Regions from separate parts of the Gossypium hirsutum genome. Here all the other regions are linked to region 2. A link is a contact called in public Hi-C data. All regions are on one chromosome and are shown on one strand. Each heading gives the region's core, a stretch centred on a gene start, on an enhancer-like site or on the middle of the called end of the contact. The rest is flanking DNA. Distances are from core to core; before and after follow the strand shown.

Evidence for each region. A called contact is a pair of places that touch in the nucleus more often than the background predicts.
Region 1: a Hi-C map of leaf shows a contact between it and region 2, with 1.8 times the contacts expected there. The contact joins the promoter of LOC107948901 here to the enhancer-like site in region 2. A contact is called at or near these places in 3 of 34 Hi-C or Micro-C datasets (leaf and petal).
Region 3: a contact with region 2 is called in a Hi-C map of leaf, with 1.7 times the contacts expected there. The contact joins the promoter of LOC107948887 here to the enhancer-like site in region 2. A contact is called at or near these places in 2 of 34 Hi-C or Micro-C datasets (both in leaf).

The regions. Positions count from the first base shown.
Region 1 is chrA04:72,948,671-72,952,020 of Gossypium_hirsutum_v2.1, reverse strand. LOC107948901 (transcription factor AS1) reads left to right here and starts at 2,067. Exons shown (of 2, transcript XM_016883559.2): 1 at 2,067-2,405.
Region 2 is chrA04:73,229,165-73,232,563 of Gossypium_hirsutum_v2.1, reverse strand. No RefSeq gene overlaps it. Among protein-coding and RNA genes, the nearest start is that of LOC121228333, 17 kb to the left of the region's middle. Within about 2 kb of position 1,968, at least 5 of the 9 cell types and tissues checked have an H3K27ac peak or open chromatin away from gene starts, as enhancers often do. A contact at or near this core is called in leaf, where this site is marked.
Region 3 is chrA04:73,488,432-73,491,473 of Gossypium_hirsutum_v2.1, reverse strand. LOC107948887 (hsp70 nucleotide exchange factor fes1) reads right to left here and starts at 1,690. Exons shown (of 6, transcript XM_016883545.2): 1 at 1,429-1,690; 2 at 1,190-1,332; 3 at 1,041-1,091; 4 at 454-675; 5 at 244-346; 6 at 1-32. The coding sequence starts at 1,514.

The sequences.
Region 1 (3,350 bases), core at 818-3,317, 280 kb after region 2:
AATATAACAACAATAATAACGTAACAATTCTAATGGTTTCTATAATTTTTAATAGCAAATAATCCAACAAAATTCACTATAATTGCAACCATATACTATAACATAATTTTCTTATATCATAAGGTGAACATATTTAATAATTTGTAAGAACAAAATATTCACTCCAAAAACAGTTAAATAATATAATATTGGTTAAAAAACTAATGATAACTAATTCATGAAAAGAAAAAGGCGCTTAAAATAATTAACTAAGTTGTAGAAATTTTGCAAGTAGTTGGAATGATTTTTTTTTTATAAGGTGTCTAGTTCTTAATCCATCAAGTCAAATAACTATTCATAACAGTAAAATACAATAAAGTAGTCGTCTCGACATCGACACCCATATCAAATCAATTACTTATTTGTAACAACAAAATATAAGATTCTTAAGGAAAATATTGAAAAATACGCCCATGCTCCTACTAATGTTTTTTCATAGTTATGAAATAATTAGACAATAAATTTTAATTGTAGCATTCAACAGTAGGGGTGTTCATTCGGTTAACCGACCGGTTAACCGACTCGAAATTACTATAACTGAATTAATCGACCTTCCAAAAATTTTAACCGTTAACCGAACCGATTTTTTTTAAAAAAAATTTAACCGAACTGAAATTTTTTCGGTTAATAAAGTCGGTTAACCGAATTAACCGAAAATTATGTATTTTTTATTTTTGGTTAAAAATTACCCGAATTACCCGAATTACCCGAATTACCCGAATTAACCGAATTAACCGAATTAACCGAATTACCGAAAAATACCCGAATTTTTTTATTTTTTATTTTTAAAATTTAAAAAATTTATAAATTATTAAAGTAAATTGGATTTTAGACTTTAGTAAATTGGGTTGTCTTTTAGTTTTAGTTTTATTGGATTGGGTAATTGGGTAAACTTTAGTTTTAGTTTTATTGGGTTGGGTAATTGAGTTTGGGTTGGGTTGGATAATTTTATTTATTAATTTTTTCGGTTTCGGTTAACCGACCGGTTTCGAACCGAATTAACCGTTAACCGAAAAATCATAAAAAAATTAACCGACCCCCGACCGAAAAAATTCGGTTAACCGGCCGAATTCGGTTAATCGGTCAGTTAACCGAATTTTTTCGGTTTTACCCGAATTATGCACACCCCTATTCAACAGGGGCGTAGCCGGGGCTAACATCGCCCCGGCCCTCCTTAAAATAAAAAATTTTATTTTAGATTCTTGAAATTTTTTAAAAATTTTAAATTAATAAAAGTAAAATTATACTTTAACCTCCTTAAAATTATAAAAATTCAATTTAATCTTTTACAAATCATAAAAATATAAACTATAAAAAACTAAAATTTCATTCAACACCTTTAAAAAAAACTTACACCCATCAATATACTCATAAAAAAATATTTTGAATAATAATTTTTAAAAAAAGTGTAATTAGATAATAAATTAAATTTTTGAGATATCAAAATAAATAAAAAATAAAAAACAAGCAAAGTAATTTGTTGAGTAAACTACAAAAAATAGTCATTAAATTTTAGTTATTTTTTTATAACTAAATCATTCGTCCATCAATTGTCGTTACAGTATTAACGAAAGAATGATATGATACATTAACTAATTTAATCTTGGACTATTGTTAAAATATCTTATTTAATCTTTTTTACAATTTTTTAATAATATTTTTAAAAAATTATAAAAATATCATAAAGTTCTTAAAATTCATAAAATTAATTAATTATTTTTAAATTATAAAAATATTTTTAAATTTATAATTATGTAAAAGTTAAAAAATCATAAAATCCTTAAAAAAATTAACCTGTTAATTTAAATTTCAAAAATTATAAAAACGTCAAAAATTCTTCGAAAAGAATTCTGAATTTTTGTTATTTTAAATTTTGAAATTTATTTTTTTAACTATAATTAGATAAAAAAATAAAATTTCATAAAATTCTAAAAAAACAAACAAGAAAAGCAATTTTTTTAGGTATTGAATTAAATAAAGAGGAAATTATAATAGAGTTAAAAGTAATAAATAAATATAAAAATAAAGAGAAAAAGGGACGTAACGTATCACTGACATCTGAGAGGTGCTTCTGAGCGGAGCAGAAGGTCGAGTCTACATCATACTCGTCTCCTTGTGCCGCGAAACGCGGACTATAGTCCCCCCCTCCCCCTTCTTTCTTTTCTTTTTTTTTTCTCATTTTATTATCTTTCTCCCCCCATCCATCCCCCTTTGCTTGAGAGAGTTTGTGTGTTTTGGTTGTTTGGACTGTCGGCTTTGATTTTATGTTCTCCTTAATCCTTTGCTGTTCTTGTCGGAGATTGTAAGCTTGAAGATGCAACCAACACAAAGTTTAAATTTGGGCACTTGAACTCAAAGAAAATATGGTGAGCTCTTTTATCCTGTTTTTTCCATTAGTTTTTAAGTATTTATTTCACATTTTCTCTATCTGTTTAATCCTTGTTCTGGACTTCTCTTTGTGCTTCCAAGAAGCTATTTTTAAGGCTCTGTTTTGCTTCAATTTTATTAAAAATTTTATCTTTCTTTTTTTATCTTTCTTAGTTTTCGCGGCAGCCAAACGTTTACTCAGTTGAAGATTTTGGTGGCAGCTCCCACACATAATTTCTAATTATTCCCAGCAATACTTGTTTGATGATAATCTTAAACATAGTAAACTGTTTTTTCCCCAGTTCTTGAAACTGGGTTTTTCAGTAATGTCCCGGTCCTTATCCTGGGAATATTTACAGTCTAACAAATCAGCTGATGAACCCTATTATTTTGCCCTGCAGCTGTAATTTTCTGAAGATTTTGTGTCATAAATATGGGAGATGAGTTGAATAAATATATTGTGGGCTGGTACAAGTCATAACATCCCTGTTTGATTGATTATCGATATACCATCTCTACTAGACTCTTATTTGGTTTGCTTGTCTATATCTTTAACACATTTTTATGGGATGTTTTAGTAGATTAGTTTTAACTAATGACTTAAATAATTTGGTTTATAGTTGTGTAAAGATGAAAGTCTCTGTATTGCCAGCTGTTGCGGTACAATTAGGTTGTAATCCGGTGTCAGGGGCCGCTAGCAAGTTTTATATGACACAAACTTGGGCATTTTATCAATTATTGTATATATATATATATATATATTATCTTTTTCCGCATTGTTTTGCTGACTCCACTACAGATTGTTGTCACTGGCTGTATGATAGCTTTTGCTATGGCAGAATTGAGTTTTGCATTCAGTCATTGTTTAAGATCACTCCTCTTGTGATACTTGATCTTGTTTTTGGTATTGTAGTACATCTTGTCTTGTTTCTCCACCCCCCCCC
Region 2 (3,399 bases), core at 719-3,218:
TGTACCCCTGTTCTGGCAACGGATATGGGTTAAGGGGTGTTACACAAACCCATATCCTCTTGACAACAATACCTATGCTAATTGATTTAATACTCAATTGACGGTGTTGTTTTAATTTCTTTAAATATTGAAATTGTGTAGTGAATGCTATTAAATATTAGGTTAGTAATTATATAGATGGGATAATTGAGTGAAAAATAAATAATTGATTAATTGGTTTAGGTAAAGTTAAAGTTTCAAATATTTAAAATTGATTGAAAAATTTAAAAAAATTTATTATTTTAATTTAATAAAATCTCCTTAATTAGCTTAATTAATTTTAATAGCATTTAGAATTTATTTTATTGATCTAGATTAGATAAAAATTAAATAGTTAATACGTAGCAACTTAAGATTTGGTCTCATGAGAACACACCTTTTCATCACTTAATTACTTCAATTGATACATTCAATTATTTTACAAATTTCACTCATCAAGTTTTCGACGTTGTTACTAAATTCTAACTACATCCTCTGATTATCGATGCTATTTCAATAAGGTCCTTTCGTTATTAAAATCATTAATTTAACTTTTAAATGATACGTCAGATTTTATATGACATTATTTAAAATGAAAACTTTAAAGGAAAATAAATATTATAAAAATAGATGTTGTAAAAGTCTTGATTTTATGGTTCTCAAAGCTTTTATAGAAACAATATTTCATACTCTTTTTTCTATTTTACTCTATTTTTATTTTTAATTTTAAAAATTATGCGACAATATTTTACTTTTCTTTAAAATTTCATTTTTAATTATTTCGCATAAGATTTTACACGTCTTGAAATGTTTAAAATAACAGTTTCAATAATAAAAAGGTTTTATTAATTTAATAGTAATAGTTTAAAAATATAATTAAAACGTTTTAAAGTTTAGAAACTAATTTAAATTGAGGGTCATAATTTGAGGATCTTTTATTGATTGACTTTTTTTCTTATAATATTTGAGTTAATTAACATTTTAAATAATTAAAATAATATTCGATTATTTGTGAAATTAAACTCAATAAAAAATTTAATGCTAGTAGAGATGAGTCGGCCGAGAAGGCCGAAATATAGAAGATATAATTTTTTTTTATTTTGAAAATGTTCTAAAAAATGAAAAATCATGTTTGTCCGACTTGACCCGATTACCCGACATTTACCCTTGACTTAGCGAAGCCGGTATTGTCAAATGGACCATAGAGCCGAGGGCTATGGACGTATTTTACAGAAAAAAAGAAAAAAGGCCCTTATAAGGCCCCTTCATTTTCGTTGCAATGGATACATCGCCCAAAGCTACTTCATTTCTAAACCTTTAGATGATGGATTTTCTTTTTTCTTTCTTTCTAAACTTAACACGATTATATTGGAACAAAATAAAGTAAATTTATGATGATATTTAAATTAGAATAAAATTCAAACGGGAAATTTACATAAATGATACTCAAATTTAAGAATTTTATACTTTAATCTCTTGTTATTGAATCTAGGCTATTAGTAAACACATTGATAATGTTTTTTTTAATAATTTTATTATAGATTCTGATTATATATGTTCTTTTTGACACAATATTTAGAATTATTTATAGCTTCTTCTCAACCCATAAATAGGAGCATAATACGCTACACTCAAACTCACATCATTCTGTATTGACAATAATATTCATGCCAATTGAATTAAAATTATTAACAAATAATTTCTAAGGTATACGAAATAAACAGTAATTAATAGGCCACACAGAAATCAATAGATTTAATCGTATTTAAATGTGTTTGTAATAATTGTATCGTTGTCCTTTTCATTAAATGTATAGTGTGTTTGTATTGTTTCCAAAATTTGTAGACTAAGATACACTAGATTCTTGCATTAGATACAGACAAACAATAATTATCCATTACGGTTTTAGGTAAACGAGACACTAACAATTAAGGAACCTCTTCTTTATTAAGCCTAACGCAGCTATTGTTTTAGAAACTGGCTCAGACCTAGGCCTAGGGGCGTAGGCAAGGTCACAGGCCGAGGCCTGGCCTCCCTCCTCTTTCACATTGTTTTCAAATTTTCATGCTTAAATGTGGTAAATAATTTTCTTTTAGCTTCAAAAAAAAATTATAATTTTCTCTCTTTTTATTTATTTATTTATTCTCACTCTTACAAAAAAATTCTGGCTCCTAGGACTGCAAAATAGAGAATACTGTTTGAACCATGGAAGCATGTGAGAGCACCAAGATTTGCTGATAACAGAAACAAGGTAGGGTTAACTCTATGCCATGTATCCAACTTGCAACGGGGGAGGGGACCATGTGAGGTCCATTGAGAGCACCATCAATTATTTTATGATGGTTAAAGGAGGATTCTAGTATCTTAGCTAAAAAGAGAGGCTGCAGATAACATTTGCAGATGGAAATTAAACAATTTTCTATTACTTGTGGCTTTGATGACATGTTATGAGGTTACTGAGCATATGGGCCACAGAAACATAGTAATAATAACAAAATGAAATAGTGGATTGATTGACCAAATGGTGAGTGAGGACATCCGATTCTTGGTTTGTAGCATGAATCAAGCCAATGCAAAATCAAACTGTAAGCACCTCAAAATCAACATGAAAGGCCAAGAAAAGTCTTCAACATATCCAATGAGCAGTCTAGTTGGCTAATAAATTCTGGGTTTGTTGCGATTAGAACATTAAACATGTCTGCAGTTGAATTGATGGAAATGATCCTAAAAAGAAGCAGAAAATATACTTTCAATGATAAATGTGAACTAAATAGAGTAATTGAGCGTGGATTTACATGATTTGGAGTGAAGGGAGGGGTGGATAAGTGGGGTTAAAACAAGTGTAATATGGTGTCATGGTAAAGGATGCACCTCTCCACACCTCCATCTCACTCTCTATCATCCAAGAGTGAAGTTAGAACAAATTTTTAGGGGTCGAATGAAATTTTAATTTTGTATAGTATATACTTTTATAATTTTTAAAGGATTAAATCGAATTTTTATAATTTTAGAGGGGTCAAAGTATAATTTTACGTTTATTAATTTAAAATTTTTAAAAAATTTCAATAGTCTAAATAAAAAATTTCCATTTAGGGGGGCCAGGGTCTCTACCAACCCCCCGTATCCGCCTTTTCTATCATCCTCTTTAATCTCGTCCAAATCAATTTCACCATCTGTCACTTCCATATTACAAATCGGAGAAGGGGAACGATAAAATATTGATATTTGGGATGTTAACAAGCAGTCTTATGCATGAATATATTAAATATCAAATTTAAAATTAGGGAGTTGTTATATATTTTTAAAAAAATTTATAAAATTACATGGATGCCCTCTTGATGGAATTTCTGATTTTCTCTCCATATTTCTCTCTCATCATGT
Region 3 (3,042 bases), core at 441-2,940, 260 kb before region 2:
GCAGTAGATATTGAATCAAGTTCAAGGCTTTCCTGGAAGAAAAAGAGAATTAAATGAGAAAACCAGAGTAGGGAAACTAACCAGAGAAAAAATACACAAGTGATCTTTGAACTATAGGAATTTATTTGATATCTAAAAATCATTTCCTCATACGTCGGAGACAGCCTAGAACGAAACCCCGAAACATAATAACAGCAAAAAGATGATGCAGACCCGGACTGCAAAGACCTATCCCAAGATTACCTTTGAAATCTTACACTATCAGCTCCCAAAGCATCTCTCAAGGCTGCATAACCATTTGCAAGTCGAAATGCAGCAATACCGGGTTTGTTGTGGCGGATCAAGGCTGAAATCCAATTGCAAAAAAAAAAATGTCATGTCATGTTTTTGTATGAGCATGTTCACTGAAATTAAGAATTAAGAAGTATACTATAGAACAACAGTTGTACCCACAAGATATTGCACCAAGTGCTTTGGTTCGAACAGTTACATCAGGGTCAGAGGTAAAACTGGAAAGGAGAGGCTCTAAGCCATTTGCTTCCATAACCAACTGTTGACTCCGGGGATTATTTTGTACAATGGTGGATACGACTTCTGCAGCTTTGGCTCGAATATTAGCATGTGAATTCTTCAGATAACCAAGGAGAGGGACTAAACCACCAATTGAGTGTAGATCTGCTCAAATGCACAGACTGTGTTAAGTATAAATTTTTTGAAAGTGGATGAGAACAAACAGGCTAAAGATCCGTTGAAAAGACTAGAGGGCTGAATAAAGGGCGACGTTTTTTTCCTACAGCCATTTCACAGAAAAAACTTATATTTGTAGGAACAGTATCAAGGCGAAAATAGAAGTTATATGATGCAACAAGTCTATGAAATTGAAAATCCCAATTCCATTATTGGTAGCATCCTAAAGAATTACTTATCCCAAAAAATGAAATTCTAAGCAGCCAATGTAATGCATCAAATTGAGCATTCATTATGAAGAAATCAGTTAGTAAAGAACAGCTAGGTAATAATCTCAAAACAATAAAACTTACCATTTGCCATGTCAATAGACTCAACGTGCTCTTGCAACTCATCCAACATATCTGCCACCATCAAATCAGTAAGCAAACAAAGCTACTCTTAAAACCTAGAAACAAAAAAAAAAAAGCTTGAAAACACCTTGGGGATTGTGCAATAGTACCTTGGATATCAGCAGCTGTAACTCCTTGAGCTTCCAAAACCTGCTCTGGAGTTTGCATAACCATAGTTATCTCTTTCATTCGCTTAATCACATCAACGGTCTGCGATTGCATTGCTTCCATAAACCATCTTTTATCTTCCTCACTATACAAATAAACGAATAATTGATTACCCGCTAAATATCAATTGACGATCGTAAAAGAAACAAAAAGGCCCTTGAGGAAAAAAAGATGGGGTTACCTTAAATTACGAGTAGGTCGAGTTCTATCAGAGTTAGCAATGCTCCACTTCAGCAATCCATCCCAGTTGGGTCCATCTTTGGCCATAGTTTCTTATTCTAACTAAATCACAACCTTTGTTTCTTGCAAATAAATTGAACAAGGGATTCTGCAGAACTGGTCGGAATTCCTTTTAATAGAGAATTTCAGCGAAAATTCTAGGCGATTCGAGACTTTTCGTTTTAGATTAGAAAGTGGCGGAAAACGCTGCAACCAACCGACTTTTCTCGACTGAAAGACCTAAGCTGTGCATTTTGATTGGACCTACCCATGGGCCCAAATTCGCTATGTCAGTTTGGGTTTAAAGGCCCAGTATATTTGCATACTTCTAGGCTTTTTATTTCTTTTACAAAGTGTTCGTTTAAGGGTAAATTCCAGTAGATGTCACTCAAATTATGAGTGTTTTTTTATTGGTCAAACCGTGAATTCCTTAACTGCAAATCCTATGTGGCTATTAATTCCTTAACAGTGATATTAATTTTATGTAACAAAATTTTATAAACCCAATTATAAGTAAAAACCAAAATATCCCATCCCACACTATTGCCATACTCTTTCACCTTACGACCATCACCCACTAACCCTCACTCCCAACATTACTAGCCAATCCAAAGCAATTCATAAACAACACCCAAACAAAATATTAAAAAAACCATACAAACAACAAAATTTACACACAAATAAAAGAATTTACATCCATACCAACAACAACAAAATTAAAAACACCCAATCCTATACAAAACTCATACCATTACAATCCTCACCAATCCTTGAATTCATCAAACTTCCTCCCCAAAACCCATACAACCACAAAATTTTACACATATTTACCTAAAATTCATCCACACCCAAAACATGATCAAAAGAGGAACAACTCACATTTTGGGGTTGAAGTTACTTAAACCTCAAAAATAATTTTTATTTATTTTTATTAAAATATTATTTTTAATCTAATTATTCTTCTTTTATATTGATTTTTTTAATTTGTAATATATCTTTTATACTTATTTTTTAATTTCTAAAATTTTAATAACCTATTTTTTTCCTAAATCAGTTTTTTATCTAAACAAGTCAATTATAAATACTAGTATTTTAAATTGATGAATTTTAAAATGCTAGCATTTTAAAAATCTCAAAAATTTTAAAATACTTCATCCAAACACACTCTTAAGGTTAAACGGGATTTTAAGTTTAGAAAAGAAAAAAGATGTAACCTTCCCAACCTAGCCTAGACTTTAAGTCTGAATTTGGAAAATTACATTAGCCACTAAAATGGCCTAGCAGGGTTACTGAAGTTTATAAACAGTCATATTAAAACATTTGTTTATTTTAGTAGAAAACATAGTCTATTTTTGGAAAAGTTTACTAGTTATTAAAAAACCGATTTAGATTAACTTTCCTATGTAATGGTGACCACTTTCAAGAAAACATAGTTAATTTTTCATTTACAATCTAGCAACGGAAAAATGATATTCAACTTAGTTTTAATTTAGTAAAAATCAGAATTTATGCATAAATAATTAAAAACCATATTTTCCATATCCTAAAATTAAATTAAATGTCATGCATGCTATTT